Linked DNA regions of Arachis hypogaea: region 1 is linked to region 2. The links are chromatin contacts, called in public Hi-C maps. All regions are on one chromosome and are shown on one strand. The core of a region is the stretch at or near the end of the contact, and the rest is flanking DNA. Distances in the headings are between cores, read along the strand shown. Region 1 overlaps LOC112790004 (cyclic nucleotide-gated ion channel 4). Region 2 holds the start of LOC112790002 (diacylglycerol kinase 1).

Region 1 (3,317 bases), core at 298-2,797, 66 kb after region 2:
AGGAGTTGCTTAGCTGCTGGCTATTACTATTTGATGAAAGGCTTTAACACGAAACAGGATCTGTCGCAACTAAATAGATTACTAAGAAAGAAATCATGTCAGAAATGAAAGAGCAGGTGAAAAAAAAGAAGGCTGAACAAAACACCAAGGTGAAAAAAAGAATATTATGATTGTTTTTTTCTTTCTAATCTTGACGCACAAATGTATGTAGAAAGGAATATAGAGATTTATTATTCCTATAAGGCAAATAAAAAATGAATGATTTGAGTAGCAAAAGATTTTTTTGAACTTAGAATAGCAAAAATTGATTTATTTTCTTTCTATTATTGCTATTTGTTATTTTTTTATTTATTGCTTTTGACTTTATTATAAATATCTAATTTCTCCCTAAATAATTTTGATAAAAATTATACCTGTAATATTTTAGAAGAAAAAGAACTAGTAAATATAATTTTTTTTTATAGAAAATACAGAATTATAATTATAAGAAATTAAATTTCGACCTTGTTGGTAAAATTTGTCTAAAACAATTTCAAATAGAACTAGAAGTGTATATTTACAAATATATACCATTAGTTAATAAAAGAAATATGGTAGGATAAAATATTAATCCGAAGTTTAAAAGATGTAAAATATTGAACTACATTTATTTAAAAGAAATCTAAAACGTTGAACAAATGATTGAGTAATAGGATGGTGGACATAAACACACATATACACAGCCAATTTCTCATACTCCACAGTGAAAATTAGCCAAATAAATCTGACATGATGAGCATAATAATAGTATATCTCACGTTCTCAGAAGTCATAATCTTCCTGATTAGGCTTTGGAGAGGTTAACAATGCTGTATAGAGCCTAAGCCTGTCTTCTCCCATAGAAGAGGAACGTAACACAGGCCTCCTTGGCATTATAAAGGACAAGGAAGTCAAAGTCAACCGATGCTTGTACCTCCTCCACGCCAATTGAATCGCCACGGCAGCCCATGTTCGCCATCCTGGCGAATAATACCTGGCACTTCTTTTCACTTTTTCCTTCACAAAAGTATATCTAAAATGCTGTGTAACATATTTCACATCCTCGGCTTCTAGGCCGAATGCCTCGGTGGTTTCGAGTGTTACAAGAGTGGACGAAGACGGCGGAAGGCGCTCGATGAAGGGCCGCCTTAAACACCAGGAAAGGAGCTCGTCTCCGCTGAAGTTTCCGGGACCTAACATGCAACAACTTTCCACACCATCTCTTAGAAGTTGGCTGCTTTGAAGGTGACCCCTTACTACAAATAGCATTCTTTGGACTGGGTCTCCCTCTTTGGCTATCTGCACCATCATAAATAATAATTAATATAAAATTTAGCACAATAATGCTACATTGTTGTAGAGCTTACTGTTTCTCCCTTTGTGAATATGAGAGACTTCACGCGGTCACAAATGTTCTCTAGGACAAGTTCATCCATGTGCTGAAATAGTGGCACCTAAACCGAAGTATTGAGCAAGTGTTAGTAGTGTCGTTTCACGAACATAGATATTGTTGGGCCACTAACATGTTTTTATTTGATGGCCCAGATAATAGGTTTATCGTTTATCAAATTTGGTCTCTGTGTCCAAAGGCGAGGGGAGAAAAGTGAGAGAGAAAAAACAAGTCTAAAAAAATTGAGATATTTTTGGTGTATATCTCTTGTATATTTTTTTGTTTTTAATAATAGAAGTGATTCATAAAAAATGAGAGGAGATAAAAATTTTAGTTTTTATGCCATAACAAAAATATAAAAAAGAAAAGTGTATATAAAAAATAGCATAGCGGATCCCGCTAGGAAGACAATGGACTATTTGTACAATGTGTATAATCAGGGACGGATCCAGAAATGATATTATGGGGGGGCCAATAACACATATAATATTAAAAATTATGTAAAAAAAATTATATAATATAAGATGTATTATAAAAATATATTGACAGAGAATATATTTTAAAGTAAAAAAAAATATGTGTATACTTTTTACTAACAAAATGGTCGATTCTTCATATCATAAAATTCACCGATAATGGAATTTTTGTAAAATTTTTCAGTAATTTTCTTTTCAATATAATTAAAAAAAATTATCAAAAAATTCATCTTTTATTTTATTTCTAAGTTATTTTTCACAATATTCATAGTTGAAAAAGATCTATTAATTGTAGCAGTTGAAACAGAGAGAATTAATACCAAATGAATAAAAGAAGACTGCTACAAGAAGAAAAAGAATTCACTTTATGATATTTGAAATTTTTTATTTAATTAAAAAATATTAGTAATAATATCTTTTTCAGATTTCTTTAATATTGTTACTTACTTTTTAGATATTAAAAATTATTAATATTAAAATTAGACTGGATTTTTATTTATACCGGACTAAATACTAAATATTTTTTTAAAAAAAATTATTATACATAATAACTTATTACTCTTAAAAAAAGTTGGGGGGCCGAGACCGCCACTCGTCCCCCCTTATGTCCGTCCTTGTGTATAATGGCTATTGAATTGTGAAATGAACATCTCCTACACTATTTAGAATAACCATCCGAGTACAAGGGATAATAAACATCTTTAATACCATATCATGATACCACTCATCCCAAAAACTTCAGCTGATGGAAAAATGTAACACTAATAATTATATCTCTAATACTCTATAAACCTCCATTGTACACATTGTATAAATATTTCATTAGCTCATCGTACTTTCCCATAGCAAAAATATTTTTTTAAATTAAATAATAACTCAATAGTCAATAGTAACGGGGAAATGATTATTTCTTCTAATTGAAAATAGATATCTTCAATAGGAAATTCGTATTATGATTACCGAAGTCTAATACCTACCTTATCCTCTGTTGATTATAAATTCGTTTATTGAGAAAATCTACTCTTCAACCTAATTAATATTATTAATGATCCATTAATTATAAAATCATACATACATGTCACGGTAAAAAGTTCTAACTAGAATGAGTTTTAATTTTAAAGTAAAAAATGAATAAAAAATCATTTGACGCGTAAGTCAAGTCTCTTTTACTCTTTAAATTCTTTTTTTTTTTTTGATATCTTTCCAACTCGAAATTAAACATGCATTTTCTTTTTTATTTTCTTTTTTTTGTCTGGTATGTTTAAATATTTAGAAAAATTTTTAAGTGTTTCAAGAATATTAGTATTTGAATCATTTTAGACGTTAAGTGGATCTCAAATATAATAACGATCAATGACCAAATCATTGTACTTTATTGTTATATATATGTTATCCTGAGATTAGGAGGAAGAGTTTTTACCTGCTTGACCAAA
Region 2 (3,482 bases), core at 652-3,151:
TTTGATTTAAAATTCGGATACTACCAAATCTCAATAAAAAAAGAATCGATATAAAACAGCTTTTATATTATTCTTTGGACATTATGAATGAAATATAATGCCCCAAGAATTAAAAAATGCACCAAGTGAATTTCAAGAAATTATGAATAATATTTTTTAAGCATGTATAGATTTTACCATAATCTACTTAGACGATGTTCTTGTATACTTTAAAGGAATAAACTAGCATATTCAGCACCTAAAAAAATTTATTAATATTATAAAAGAAAATGGTCTTGTCCTATCTGAAAAGAAAATGAACATATTTATAACAAAAGTAAGGTTTTTAGGATATGAAAATTTTTAAGGAACAATTATTCCGATTAAGAGATCTGTTGAATTTGCAGAAAAATTTTCAAATAAAATTATTGACAAAAAATAATTACAAAGATTTTTAGGATGTCTTAATTATGTAGCCGAATTTTTACCAGGAATAAGAATTTTATGTGAACCTTTGTATAAAAGGCTAAGAAAACATCCTCCTCTTTGGACAGAAGACATGTCTAAAATAGTTCAAAAAATTAAATATTTAATAAAAAAAATTTCTTGTTTGAGTATACCAGACCCTAAAGCAAGTCTAATAGTAGAAACAGATGCTTCAGAATTAGGGTATGGAGGAATACTTAAACAAGTCTTTCCAAACTGCTCAAAAGAACAAATAGTTAAATATCATTCGGCTGTATGGAATTCAGCCTAGAAAAATTATGCTACCATTAAAAAAGAAATATTAGCCATTGTTTGATGTGTTTCATGTTTTCAGGAAGACTTGTTCAATAAAACCTTTTTAATCATAACTGATTGCAAAGCAGCTCCTAATATATTAAAGAATGATGTTAAAAATTTAGTTTCTAAACAAATATTTGCTAGATAGCAAGCTATATTATCATGTTTTGATTTTTCTATTGAGCATATTAAAAGAGAATCAAATGCATTACCTGATTTTCTAATAAGAGAATTTTTGCAAAGTAAAAAAAGGAAGATTATGGTTAACCTCTTGACCAATTAGCAACTTCAACACAAGCTAAATAATTATTTATTAAACCCTTGACGATGTCACATGTTATTAAAAGTTAAAAATCATCATAATCAACTAAAAACTTATATAAAGTCTCTACACTTAACAGATATACATTATTATAGCTATTACAGTGATGTTAAACACCATATTTTTCAATAAATTTTCTTACCTCCGTTTTAAAATTTAAAAAGTGAGAATACAATCAATCTATATTCATAATATCTGATTTTTTTACTGAAATTTTCACATTATTAATTTTTATGAATTATGTTGTTGGACTGTAGAACATACAACTCAATATGTGTCAAATTGTTAAAATACTATGCAGAAATAATAAAATTAGAAGTATTACATAATATATTTGTACTTTATGATTAAATATAATTTTAAATTAATAAAAATAATAAATAACATTTTGAAATAATTAAATTTATTTAAATATTAATAAAAATATCACTATTTTAATATTTAAAAATAAAAAATTAAAGTTATCTATTATTTTTTTAAAACATCAAAAAGTAAAAATTTAACATTTTCTATATGCAAATTAAAAAATAATTAGAAAAACAAGTTAATATTCTTAACATTTTCTTGTTATATTATTATTTATCATAAACAATATTATTTATTTAATTTCTAATTTTCTACTCTATTTCGTCAGAAACTCCACCCAAAACCACCGGGATTGCTCTTCACAGTTTCGGTCTTTCTGATATGAAAACTCTGCTGACGTGGCATAATACTCCAGGTCATCGATTTAATCTATTCTCTTTTTTTCCCTCCATATTCAGTGGGAGCAAAAAGCTAAACAGTTTTTGGTTTAAATAAATTCTCTTTTCCCTGCTTGCTGATTGCATTGCTCTACCAGAAGAAGGAATCTACAGTTACTTCTGGGCTAATTCACTAGAACACTATATTTTAGCGTGGATCATTCGTCGGATATAGAATATCTCTCTCTACAGAAGCAAAAAATCAAGTTTGGGTAAAGTATCTTCTCTTTTTTCTAATTCATCTGATTCTCTTTTCGTTACAACTAAGTCTCACTTTCTGCGATACCTGTTTGAACTATCGCAGCAAAGACCTCTGTGGCTGATGCAAACTAAACAAATAAAAAGTAAACTGCAACTTATTTGTTTATTTATTTATCTTTCACTTTTTATTTTTGGCGGAATCATATCGATTAGAATAACTGCGATTACGTAATTTGCATGATGGTTTTGGTGTCGGTTGTAAGTTTTAACAAATAAAATGCTTGACATTTCGGTGTTCCTTTGTTGAATTTTCGCCAAGTTGGTTAAAAGAGCAAAGGGACAGAGTTAAGACGCGTGAGCCTTTTTTTTTTATTTTTTCTGTTGGTTAGGAGGTAGTGGTTCGATTCAGTAAAGGAACTTTCTTCTTTCTCTTTTTGGTCTTTAGCTTAAGACACGAAGCAATGCACCAATCCTCGTTGCTGAAAAAGATAAAAGAAAAATTGTCTGTTGTGTTTATCAACTTCAACTAAATTGAACTATCTAAGCGCAAATACGAAGACTTCAGTGTCCGAAAGTCTTTTTCTTCCGCTAAGTTATTTTCTTTTTCGAAGTATGCATCCATCCTCTCCTTATTAGAATTATTTAGAGTTGGACACTTTTAGACTTAAACGTTAAGTTTTTCATGAACTTATTTCTTTTTTAATTAATTTGAACAGTTGTACTTTTGGCCTAAAAGGTTGATAGGAAATATTGATTTCGATTATTGATACATGTTATCTTGTGTGATGAAATTACTCAGGTGTAAAACATTGATGGCTTACAAGAATAACATTGGAGGAATGAAGGATTTTGCCATTCCGGATTACATACTCGTCCCCGGAGCAAAGATTCGCAATGATTATTACATACCAGAATGCCCTTTGATAGTTTTCATAAACTCCAAAAGTGGTGGTCAGCTTGGTGGCGAGCTTCTTACTACCTATAATTCCCTCCTCAACAAAAATCAGGTAGGTACATTTATTTTGTGGTTGCCGCGGGTTGCAATGTATTTGAAATTGTTGACTTAAATTTGACATGCTGTTTGAGCTACAACTTTTCACATTATCTTTGGTTATATTGATATTGATTTAGGTGATTCTGTATTTTTCAAGGTTTTTGATTTGGGATCAAATGCTCCCGATATGGTGCTGCATCGGATTTATTCCAAGTTAGAAAAGTTAAAGCACAATGGAGATACTTTTGCTGCTGAAATTCAAAAAAGATTGAGAATAATTGTACGTTGATGAATGTACTTTCTATTTTTAGCATGCTCTAGTAATCTTTGTATCTAATAACATTCAATTACTCCTTATCTCTAACGTATTCATAGCAATCAGGTTGCAGGTGGAGATGGTACGGCGAGCTGGATTATGGGAGTTGTCGCCGATCTTAAGTTGCATCGGCCACCACCAGTT

What was found. A called contact is a pair of places that touch in the nucleus more often than the background predicts.
Region 1: a Hi-C map of leaf shows a contact between it and region 2, with 2.6 times the contacts expected there. The contact joins the enhancer-like site here to the promoter of LOC112790002 in region 2. A contact is called at or near these places in 2 of 8 Hi-C or Micro-C datasets (leaf and an unstated tissue).

Annotation. Positions count from the first base shown.
Region 1 is chr3:27,478,019-27,481,335 of arahy.Tifrunner.gnm2.J5K5, forward strand. LOC112790004 (cyclic nucleotide-gated ion channel 4) reads right to left here. Exons shown (of 7, transcript XM_025832210.3): 5 at 3,305-3,317; 6 at 1,386-1,472; 7 at 618-1,317. The coding sequence ends at 802. Among protein-coding and RNA genes, the nearest start is that of LOC112793823, 8.8 kb to the left of the region's middle. Within about 2 kb of position 1,548, at least 2 of the 3 cell types and tissues checked have open chromatin away from gene starts, as enhancers often do.
Region 2 is chr3:27,411,736-27,415,217 of arahy.Tifrunner.gnm2.J5K5, forward strand. It overlaps LOC112790002 (diacylglycerol kinase 1), which reads left to right and starts at 1,902. Exons shown (of 13, transcript XM_025832208.2): 1 at 1,902-2,039; 2 at 2,828-3,035; 3 at 3,180-3,302; 4 at 3,405-3,482. The coding sequence starts at 2,841.